2 separate regions of the Zea mays genome follow, and region 1 is linked to region 2. A link is a contact called in public Hi-C data. All regions are on one chromosome and are shown on one strand. Each heading gives the region's core, a stretch centred on a gene start, on an enhancer-like site or on the middle of the called end of the contact. The rest is flanking DNA. Distances are from core to core; before and after follow the strand shown. Region 1 holds the start of LOC103630807 (structural maintenance of chromosomes protein 3). Region 2 holds the start of LOC100217253.

The links. Hi-C and Micro-C count contacts between places; a contact is called where the count stands out from the background.
Region 1: a Hi-C map of leaf shows a contact between it and region 2, with 6 times the contacts expected there. The contact joins the promoter of LOC103630807 here to the promoter of LOC100217253 in region 2. A contact is called at or near these places in 3 of 25 Hi-C or Micro-C datasets (ear, leaf and tassel).

The regions. Positions count from the first base shown.
Region 1 is chr6:179,507,068-179,512,828 of Zm-B73-REFERENCE-NAM-5.0, reverse strand. It overlaps LOC103630807 (structural maintenance of chromosomes protein 3), which reads right to left and starts at 2,490. Exons shown (of 30, transcript NM_001350802.1): 1 at 2,272-2,490; 2 at 1,978-2,029; 3 at 1,816-1,891; 4 at 1,277-1,315; 5 at 1,112-1,179; 6 at 953-1,024; 7 at 583-662; 8 at 418-496; 9 at 223-340; 10 at 1-133. The coding sequence starts at 1,992. LOC109939192 (probable inactive receptor kinase At2g26730) reads left to right here and starts at 3,065. Exons shown (of 2, transcript XM_008649438.4): 1 at 3,065-5,400. The coding sequence starts at 4,092.
Region 2 is chr6:178,889,264-178,895,208 of Zm-B73-REFERENCE-NAM-5.0, reverse strand. LOC100217253 reads left to right here and starts at 3,972. Exons shown (of 18, transcript NM_001401848.1): 1 at 3,972-4,345. The coding sequence starts at 4,307. LOC100279448 reads left to right here. Exons shown (of 19, transcript NM_001329507.1): 15 at 810-1,085; 16 at 1,175-1,449; 17 at 2,050-2,398; 18 at 2,575-2,859; 19 at 2,965-3,731. The coding sequence ends at 3,546.

The DNA.
Region 1 (5,761 bases), core at 1,241-3,740, 620 kb before region 2:
ATAGTATACTCAAGTGATCTTCTCTGTTTGTCCAGCTGCTGGTACTTCTTTAGTTCTTCTTTCTCTTCATCGAGTTCTCTCAGTCTTTCCTCTAAGTAGTGGACAACTTGATCAATCTGCTTCCTTTTGTTGGCTTCTCGTAAGGAATTGTCATCTCAACATGTCACTTTGATATTTGATAATATATATAAAGAATTGTGTTAATTCAAAGTTTCGAACTACCTGTTTCGGTCATTATTTTCAAGCTCTCCTTCCGTCTATCCTCATAAACACGTGTACCACCAATCTCTTTGAGAAGATCCAGTCGTTCAGAATCTTTCATCAAGGTAAGGGATGCAATCTACAGATGACAAATGTGGCCATGTAATATCAGATCAGATTGAAGACATGAACAGGTAACTGGTAAGTAATTGTTACCTTTCCTTGCTGCACAACGTAGTATGGATTAGAACGAGAGAAACCAGCACTCTCTAGCAGATTCATGACTTCAGTTTTACTGGACATGGTAAGAATAAAAGATAGGCCTGAGCAAGGGACAAGGTATAACATTGCTGAGCTGGTTTAGGGCATACAATAACATGCCTGACATGCTTCCCATCCAAGTAGTATTCATCCTTCTTTGAAGCAATTGTCCTGCGCAAGCGTACCTCTTCTTTATCAACCTGCAACAAAGTGTATTTTCATTCACAGCCAGGAGAACAAGGAGCATGTACATTATTGTGCCAATGCAAAAGGCAACCATCAGACCATCACGCAGGCGTCACTGAAACACGTTAAGAACTGGAGTGATGCTGTCAGCTTTCAAACATGAACCAGCACGGAGCTGATAATTATATGAGTGCCTACCATAAGAGATCTAGGTTTGCTATTTTTCAACAAAATATGCAACCTGAGACTCTAGAAGATAGACTGGAATAAGTAAACTAAAATCTGAATAGGTTAGAGGACTTACTGGAATACGATTGTCTGAATTGTCAAACACTATCTCAACAAAAGCAGATACAACCGAGTGTCCAGCACCTTCCTGGAATGGTTATTACAGTAGGGTATATCAAACACCAGCGGACCAGCCATCTATTCCAACTATCTAGATTGCTTAGAGGAGGCATACATGGAGAAGGGCACCCCTATCTTCACTTCGCAGGTTCTGAAACATGTCACTCAGGACAAATCGTATAGCTGGAGCAATAAGCATAAGCAAATCAAGAGGATGTTCTCGCATAAGAGCAGATGCAAATAATAATATAGCAGTACTGTACCACATGTTTAAGATTACCATGAAAGAAATTTGATTTGCCAGATCCATTTGCACCAACTGTGGCAAACAATTAAATAATCGTCAGTTCATTAAGAGCAGAAAAGTATGCATCCAAGTTGTAATTGCCCTGTAGTACTTGCAGTGAGTTTGGCAGAAAAACTAGAAGATCACTATAGAGCTAGAGCAAACAAACAGCAAGCACACAAAAGAGTTACACGGACTTAACCGTAACTGTTTCAAGGTCGTGGTTTTCTGAATTCTGGTACAATGCATGCATACATAAGCTATGACTATGCTAATTTTCCAAAACAAAACAAATAACCCAATTTAGCAAATAAAGGAAACTGAACCTTGAAGATGCACCGGATCTTGATCACTAATAAAGCTTTGTGATTGACCCACTAGGTAAGGATTTATCTATTGCAGTTGCAGGCCTGATATAGGCGGAGGTTGCCGCACAAGCGGTGTTAAATTATCTGAGCAGCAGTTAGGAAGCAGAACAGAACCCTATGAGTACAGTAATATCTGTGAGCGAGGGAGCAGAAGAGGGGGTTTACCAACTACGTTAACTTTGGGACTGAAGGGCTCTGTTGATATCTCCTCCTTGTAGCTCTTAAACCCTTCGATTACGACCTGAACCAGACAGATGGCCAATAAGCCAACAAGCTTACATGGGGAGAAAAATATCACCAAATTGTACCCAGGGCAGAACATCTTGCCTTCTTTATATACATTTTCTAGGCCGAGACAGGTCACGCTACCATGAAACCCCTGCAAAAGAGCATGGCAAGTCAGTAACAAGTAGACACCAAAAAAAAAAAAAACAGAATCGGAACAAGTAAAGGACATGGGCGTATACATGTACACCCAGTAATATTTGCGAAAAAAAATCAGAGTTGTGCTAGTATACGCTTGTAATTACATCAGATCCGAATTGAAATGGTGAAAGGGCTTGAGTTAGGGTTCGGGAGCTCGGTTCCACACAGCAGCGAGGGAAGAGAGTGAGGGGTTACCTGGTGGGTGCTCGTCGCCGGCAAAGGGTCCGACGAAGAGTTGGACCGTCGGCGGTGGCTCAGTTGTCGCCGCGCGCGAGAGCGACTGAGCGAGGGCGCGCACGGGCAGTCAGGCACGCTGAGTGGACGGGAGAAGGAGAAGGGGGAGGAGAAGGCAACACTGTCCGTGGCCGTGGCCGTTTGGTTCGGCTCCTGTAAGTTTTCGACTGGGCCTGTAGCAGGCCGGCCTGGAAGCTAGCTTGTTCGATTTCACTGGTGATCCAGATGCCACGAGGATGCCCAGGCCTTGTGTCGACAACTCGACATGCGTTGCACTGCTGCGTTGGGATGGATTAGCATTCGACCGTGGAGCATGCCAGCCAGGTGGTGTTTCAGTGATTGGACATGAACACCAACCAGAGAAGGTATACCATGCATCTTTATGTTACTACTTTGTGTTTTGTTTCAGCAGGGGGAGGTATAGCATGGATACTTGCTGAAAGCGAGAAGGGGGCGCGTAGGTTGAGGTCACCCACCCACCCAGGGCCAGGAATCAATCAGAGTGAGATGGTCCACCCGTCATCCGGTCCCGACTCTTCCCTTGAGAATGACACAAGATGTGGCCGTGACAGGTGGCATGTACAAATACCGGGTGCACGTGCACCGCAGTGCTGCTGTCTCCGGCCGGCGACCACTGCCTGCCGGTGCACGGTGCACGTCGCATCCGCCAGTCGTCTCTAGAGATGGCAATAGGGACCCGATCCCCGATTCCCCGCGGGGAATTCCTCTATTAGGGGATGGGGATGGGGAAGCTTCTTTCCCCACGGGGATGTAAATGGGGAAAAGTTCTCCCCCGACGGGTAAACGGGGACGGGGATGGGGAAGCATTCCCCATCCCCGTTCCCCGCGGGGACCCGTTAAACTTACATGTGACAATGTTTTCATGTAATAGTTAATGATAAAAGTAAAGAATTACCTTGTCCAAAGATCACCCGTTGTACAAATACATTGATTTTAATGTGCACATAATGAATTTTACATTTAACAATGTGTATAAGTGATAATATTTTACATTAATAACAAATGAAGTACGATTTAATTATAATTTAAGCGGGGATGGGGATCCCCGACAGAGATTTATCCCCGCGGGGAACGGGGATGGGGAAGAAATGTCCCCCGCAAGTGTTCGTGGGGATCCCCGCGGGGAATTTTTTTTGTCGCGGGGACGGGTTTGGGGAGCTAAAACCCGACGGAGAATTCCCCGTTGCCATCCCTAGTCGTCTCGTCTCCCCTCCCTCTCCGCTGCAAATTTGTCCGTTTGTTTGTTTGTTTTGGCAGACGCGGGGCCGGGGCATCCATCTATTGCTTCCGACCCAAGTCACGGCTGGTACGCACGATTGGCTACGGATTACCGTACAGAGGCCGCGATTGGCAGGGCGTTCCTGCTCCCTCCCTCTGTTGAGATTGCATGTGTATAACCTAGGGTAGGGTACTTGACATGGCACTGGCTGACCGCCGTCTCACATCACAAACGACGCGCGCGACACGCCGGGCCGGGGCATCGATCCATTGCTTCCGACCCACGGCTGACCAAGCAGAGAGTACTACGTCCAATTGGTTACGCCCACGTGCTGTGCTCCCTCCAGCCGTCCAGCGCCCGGCACCGCCGCCGCCTACATAAATCCACACCAGACTGTTCCTCTGCTCTGATGACCGGCCGCCCGGTTCAAGCACAAGCTAGCAATGCCTCGTCTACGTCTTCCAGCGCGCCAGTGTCCACCCCGTAGGCCGTAGGAGTAGGACCGCAGCAGCGTGCCACTCCCACTCACACACCATTCCAAATGGACAGCCGCGCGCCCGCGCTGCTGCTGCTGCTGCTGCTGGCGTTGACCCTCTCCCTAGCGGCCACCGCGGGCGCAGACCCGCCGGAGCGGGAGCGGTCGGCGCTACGTGCCTTCCTATCCGGAACGCCGCACGAGCGGCCGCTGCAATGGAACGCATCCCTCCCCACGTGCTATTGGACGGGCGTCCGCTGCGACTCCCCCGCCAACGCCACGGTGACCGAGCTCCACCTCCCCGGGGTGGGCCTCGTCGGCGCCGTCCCTACCGGCACCCTCTCCGGCCTCCAGAACCTCCAGGTCCTGTCGCTGCGTGACAACCGCCTCGCGGGGCCCGTCCCGCCCGACGTCCTCGCTCTCCCGCGCCTCCGCGCGCTCTACCTCCAGGGCAACCTGCTGTCGGGCGCCGTCCCGCCGGAGCTCGCCACGGGGGCGCTGCCCGAGCTCGAGCACCTCGCGCTCTCGCGCAACCAGCTCTCGGGACCCATACCGGACGCGCTGCTCGTGGGGCTGCCCAGGCTACGGTCGCTCAAGCTCGACGCGAACCGGCTCTCCGGTGGCCTGCCTGCTGGGACTGGGAGCGGCGCCAGGCTGGAGGCGTTCAACGTCTCGTTTAACGACCTCCAAGGACCCATCCCCGCGAACCTCGCGCGATTCCCGCCGGAGTCGTTCCAAGGGAACCCCGGCCTCTGCGGCAAGCCCCTCGTCGACCGCCCGTGCGCCGTGCCGTCCACGGGGGCGACGAAGAAACGGAAGCTTTCTGGCGCGGCGGTCGTGGCCATCGCGGTGGGCTGTGGCGCGGCGGCCCTGCTGGTGGTGGTGCTCCTTCTATCCCTGTGCGCGGTACGCCGGCGCCGTCAACACTCGGCGGCGGCGGAGGAGGCGAAGGCGACGCCGCCCACGCGCGGGCTGACGGCGTCGGGCGGCGACTTCACGTCCTCCTCCAAGGACATCAGCGCTGCCGCCGGCAGCGCGGAGCGTGGCCGGCTGGTGTTCGTGGGGAAACACGCGCACCTCCGGTACAGCTTCGACCTGGAGGACCTGCTGCGCGCGTCCGCGGAGGTGCTCGGGAAGGGCGGCCTTGGCACGTCCTACAAGGCGGTGCTGGAGGACGGCGCCACCGTGGTTGTCAAGCGCCTGCGTGACGTGGCGGCGGCGCGGCGAGAGTTTGGCGCCTGCGTGGAGGCCGCGGCCGGAGCCGCCGAGGGGCACCGCAACCTGGTGCCGCTGCGCGGGTACTACTACTCCAAGGACGAGAAACTGCTCGTCCTCGACTACCTTCCCGGCGGCAGCCTCTCCGCCCGCCTCCACGGTGAGCGATCTACAGCCTTTTCCGATCCGAGCACGTCGTCTGAGTTACTTCGTGGTTGAATTTGTGGTTCCACAGCCATCGCTTATCCCGGCGATGGCGTCCTCTGAGTTACTGTGGCCAATTGTTCAAGTCGGATGCGCTGTCGCGTCGTACATTAATATCTTTATCCGGCCTCTCTGCCTGCCTGACAGCTACTTCGTTCTCTTCCTTGACCAAGATATCTTGCTTGCTCCATGAGACCATGAGTGTATTTCGAAGGGAGGTAGGGTAGGGCACTGGTGATGACTGCAGATAGACAGTGACCAGTTCACGTATCCAGTTTGAGGAATATTTTTTTCTTCGTAGAACATGTTCATCATGC
Region 2 (5,945 bases), core at 2,723-5,222:
CTGTGTATGGGTGGGACAGGAGTTCGGGGGTTTTCTCGACCTGCGTGAGGTCTTCTTGTTAATATAATGTCCGGGAGCGGTCTTACCCCTGCAGGTCGAGTTTTTTTATAGTACCCTTTTGCCTTATTATCGATGCACATGTTGACGTGCATCCAGGTCTACTTTTATCCAACATAAACCTAGGAGAGAATTTAAGGGATGAGATTCATAAACAAGAAACATTGAAGGGCAGACCTGTTGCAGCGGTGAGAGCTGTCTCACTAAGTCACCAGGTCGCGGGTTCGGAGTAGTGTTTCCGCATTTGTTAGGAAGGCTTGCTTTGGTTTATCCCTTCCTAGACCCCACTAATGTGGGAGCCTCCGGCGCTGGGTCTTCCCTTATGCAATTACAATCTAAAGGTACCTGTGCATTTTGAGTAGTAATTGCAATTCATATATGTCTTTCAATTCTTGCCTTTGTTGGGAATCTATAGAATGCTGACCCACTTTTTTTTTTCTTCTGAGGGCCAGTATTTGGTTGCTAACTTGGTATGCACTTATGCTGATACTCACAAGAATCTTTATTGAATTAACCAATAACTTCTCATTATGTCTCAAGAAATTGTGCTCAACTGATTGCTATGTTCAAAACTTCAAACCGGGAAATAAATCGTAATTGAAAAAACTGGCAGGCGGGGGGACTTTTTTACCATCAACAACCATTAGTCCAGACATTTTTCTTGAATGTTCTAAGTACAAATGGATTTTAACGATTGGATGCCAAAGCTATTTATTTTCTCATACTGTTGTTTAATTGCACATGTGTTGCAGGTTCTGTTGGCAACCGGTGGTGGCCATCTTGTTTACCTGGAAATTAGGGATGCTAAACTTGTTGAAGTGAAGCATGCTCAGCTAGAACATGAGATTTCTTGTCTTGATTTGAACCCAATTGGGGAGAATCCACAATATAGTTCCCTAGCTGCTGTTGGGATGTGGACAGATATAAGTGTTAGAATATTTTCGCTTCCAGATCTTGAATTGATAAGGAAGGAAAATTTGGGTGGAGAAATTGTTCCTCGGTCTGTTCTGCTGTGCACCTTGGAGGGGGTATGCTCTTGAACTCGCTTTTCTAAGTTCCATAAAAAATAAGAATGGCTACTTCAAGTAACATATACATCTTATTTCTTTCGTTTCAGGTTTCGTATTTGCTTTGTGCTCTTGGGGATGGTAATTTGTTCAGTTTTCTACTGAATGCAAGTACAGGTGAACTGACTGATAGAAAGAAGGTTACCCTCGGGACCCAACCCATCAGCCTTCGTACCTTCTCATCAAAGGGTACCACCCACGTGTTCGCTTCGTCAGATAGGCCAACTGTCATCTATAGCAGCAATAAGAAGCTTCTCTACAGCAATGTCAATTTGAAAGAGGTTAATCATATGTGCCCTTTCAATACAGCCGCTTTTCCAGACAGGTTTGTTCCCTCTCTAGATTTGTTGCAATGGAATTACTTAGTCTTTGAGTACCTCCTGTATGTACTTGGGAATTGGGATGATATATCAATTTGTTTGAATTGTTTTCACAAGCCATTTTGCACAACCATCTTATCTTTGTGCAGTTCATGTATTGTGTGGTTCATTAAAAAGTCGAGTAGTAAGTTTTTATACAGCAGTAGCAACTTTTTTTTAATAAGCTTGTACAGTCTGATGAAACTTGCCTTACTAAAAATAATACAACGGCACCAACAAAGCCTTTTAGTCTCAAGGTAATGGTGTTGGTAGACCTTGATTTCTTGACTGTGAAGAAACCTCCTTTTAATTCTTATGTACTTATAAATCTTATCATTAGCAGTCAAATTAGGGGAAAGAAATCTTTTGTAGCCTACTATTTATGTCTTTTGATGTCATCGTTTAATTTTTTGATTGTTGCTAGTTGCAACTTGCATTCTACTTGATGCTCTGAGCTTGTACTTCATTTGTGTCACTGGTCCAGTCTTTGTGGAGTTATGGTTTGAAAATGATACCACTGTCGTAAGTTTGCTCTAGTTCACCCCATCTTTTTTCTAATGTCACAGTCTTGCAATTGCTAAAGAGGGTGAACTTTCAATTGGAACTATCGATGATATACAGAAGCTTCATATCCGCACAATCCCCCTTAATGAACAAGCACGTCGCATTTGTCACCAGGAGCAATCAAGGACACTAGCATTTTGCAGTTTCAAGTACAACCAGAGTGTGGAGGAAAGTGAGACTCATTTAATACGTCTGCTAGATCATCAGACGTTTGAGTCCCTGTGTGTATATCCTCTAGATCAATATGAATGTGGCTGCTCCATCATTAGCTGTTCGTTTGCGGATGATAGTAATGTTTATTACTGTGTGGGAACTGCATATGTTATACCTGAAGAAAATGAACCGACGAAGGTAGTTTATCTGAAAGCATGATGTTTCACTAATACTAGTCAGTTCCCTTTTAATACGCTAAAATACTGGTTAACTCCCTTTTAATACTTGTCCAATTTACTGCTTGTAGTTTATTTCTCTGTGAACCTTGTCTATTTCTCGTGCACAAAATGCTTATGTGTTGGCACATCTTGTAGGGCCGGATTCTTGTATTTGCAGTTGAAGATGGAAGCTTGCAATTGATCGTGGAGAAAGAAACCAAAGGAGCAGTTTATTCGCTGAATGCATTCAATGGGAAATTGTTGGCTGCTATCAACCAGAAGATTCAATTGTATAAGTGGATGTCACGCGAGGATGGTTCACATGAGCTGCAGTCTGAGTGTGGCCACCATGGGCACATACTTGCCTTGTATACTCAAACACGTGGTGACTTCATTGTGGTTGGCGATCTGATGAAATCAATATCCTTGCTGGTGTATAAGGTGAGTCTTTTTTAACTGTTGGCGATCTTATTATTTGTATTTTTCTTTTTTGTGTCAGTCCCTAATTGTTGGTTGGGCTGATTGCTATTGTGTATTTTTGGGCAGCATGAGGAAAGCGCGATTGAAGAGCGTGCTAGGGATTACAATGCAAACTGGATGACTGCAGTTGAGATGCTTGATGATGAAGTCTACGTTGGGGCGGAGAATAGCTATAACCTATTCACGGTGCGCAAGAACAGCGATGCGGCGACAGATGACGAAAGGGCCAGGCTTGAGGTGGTGGGAGAGTACCACCTTGGGGAGTTTGTGAACAGATTCCGCCACGGTTCACTGGTGATGCGCCTTCCAGACTCGGATATAGGGCAGATCCCTACGGTCATCTTTGGCACAATAAACGGGGTGATTGGCATTATTGCCTCCCTCCCGCACGACCAATACATCTTCCTGGAGAAGCTCCAGTCGACCCTTGTGAAGTACATAAAGGGCGTCGGAAACCTGAGCCACGAGCAATGGCGGTCCTTCCATAACGACAAGAAGACGGCGGAGGCTCGGAACTTCCTCGACGGTGACCTGATCGAGTCTTTCCTTGACCTTAGCCGGAGCAAGATGGAGGAGGTGTCCAAGGCGATGGGCGTCCCCGTGGAGGAGCTGTCCAAGAGGGTGGAAGAGCTGACGAGGCTTCACTAGTGTAGATGGAACATGGAAGCGTTGCTTGTAAGCAAGTAGTAACTTGTTCCCTGAGCTGTAGCCTCCGCGGCTCGCACGATCAAAGTGTTCGGCCGTGGCTGCAGTCTATCCTATGCTATATCCTATCGTGATTTGTTTGTTTGAGCTGTGCCAGTTTCTTTTCTTTATTATTAATGCTTAATGTTAAAATTAGTGGTGAATCCTGTGATGGTCCTAACTGATAGGTGGGTCGGCGTGAGCCAGTAACAAAGGGATGTGCTGAATGAGACGGCCGTCTTGTCTTGTGGTAGGAGAGTTGAGATAGTGGCCCAACCCTGTCCATGAGGCATAGTCCATCCCCTGTCCATTTCATAGTAGCACCTCCAGCAGGCAGCAGCCTGCAGCCCAGCCCCTAGTTTGATCGATTTGAACCTGCCGCTGCGAGTCCACAGCGCTGCGCAGGCGGCACTGCGGCAGGCTCTTCCTCCCTCTCCTCTCTCTCTGTCTGAGCCGAGGGCTTTGGCGCTCCCCCCCCCCCCCCCCCCCCCCCCCCCCCCCCCCCCCCCCCCCCCCCCCCCCCCCCCCCCCCCCCCCCCCCCCCCCCCTCTCTCTCTCTCTCTCTCTCGCACGGGCCCGCCTGCCTATCCCACTGCCCGGTCCACCGCCGCAAACTCTGCCCGCCCGCGCGCGCCCCACCCCGCCGATCGCGGTGAGCCCGGACTCCGCCGCCGCCGCTTCGCTCTACCCTGACCAGCCCTAGATCTGTGCGGGATCCGCCGCCATGTTCTGGCGCATGACCGGCCTCTCCGCGGCCTCGCCCGTGAGTACACTCCTCTGATGCCTCTTCCGCTCTGCCCTCTCGCTCTTCCGTTCTGCTTGTCGCCTCGCCAGCCGGACCAACCCTGCTCTGCTCTACAGCCACGCCTGCTGCGCGTAGGGTTCGCTGCCGCCTAGGCCGCGCGCTGTAACGCCGTAGCCTTTGTGCTCTCTGTCTTCTGCGAGGACATATCCTGTGCAATCACTCATTTTGGTGCAAACGTGCAATCAAACTATCCAGAGCATCCAATCTAGATCCAACGGTTTCATATGGAAGAGGTTAAAAGTAAAATAGGTACTATGTTTTAGGTGGAAGGGGTTAAATATAAAATAACAGTCATCATTAGATCTAGATTAGATGCACCAAACCGCTTGATTGCACGCTTGCACCAATATAAGTGATTGCACAGGATATTTTCCTGTCTTCTGCAATGGACTCCCGAACTTTTACGGCATTCGCCAAGCTTGACTTCCGAAAAGAACATAACAAAACAAACTATAGCAAAATCTAGGTCCTGTTGGTTTCCCTTTTGACTCATTATCTACAGCCGGCTGAATCGGCGTTGATGTTGGAACAGCTTCCACTCCACGTTCAGGGTTATATTCTGTGATCACCGTCATGTTCCTGCTGCACGCACACCTACCCAGGGAAGGAATTGGATAAAGCTTGAGTGCAGCTAGTTTGAGCAATTCCATTGACAACGATTCCGGTTCATTAATAAACAGGCTTTCTCTGGCTCTCTGCACATTTTCTGTTACTGTCTCTGTGGGAACATATTTTCTGTTTCTGTCCCATTACTATTTATAGGGCTTCCTATACCTGTGTCGGAAACTAATTTCATGTCAAGTATGCTTACTGTTTATTTATTTCTTATTCCCTTATAAAGAGTCGTAAAACTTTTTCTGGCCCATGGGGTAGTTTCATCATCATGTTATCACTAGATGTATTCTTTTGGTTCATTGTACTCATTTTATAGTAATAATAACTAACTGTCCAGTGGACCGACCATGTTTATTGTCATGTCTTATTTATTTAGGGGCTGTTTGGATCCCAGGAGCTAAAACAAAAGTGACTAAAGTTTAGTTACTTAGAGCAACTCCAGTAGTTCTCTAAATGACTCTCTAAATCAAGAATTTAGATAGTTAGCACAAAAACCTCTCTCCAACAGCTCTCTAAATTGACTTCATAAATTTAGTCACTTCTCATGTAACCCTATTTCCTCCCTACATTTGATAATCATGTAGCAAGTCACGAAAAAAAACTGACGCCATTTTCTCACTCGTGGCAATCTTTCCCTGTTCCTGCTGCTTCGTATGTCACACATGCCTTTGACTCTTCCTGTTTTGTACGGCAGTCGTGTTGCATGGTATCCAAATGACCCACCAATTTGATTTTTCAAACAGATTAACTACCTAAATAATAGCAACTGTTGGAGATCCACAAATTTTTTTTGAACGCCCAATAGCTGTTTACAAACTTGCTAAATACAATTTTAAGGAGATATATTTTACATAACTACTGGAGCTGCTCTTAGGAGCTAAAGATCCAAATAGGAAGCACTAAAACTGATTATAGTGGTGAAAAAAGTATCAATTTAGTCACT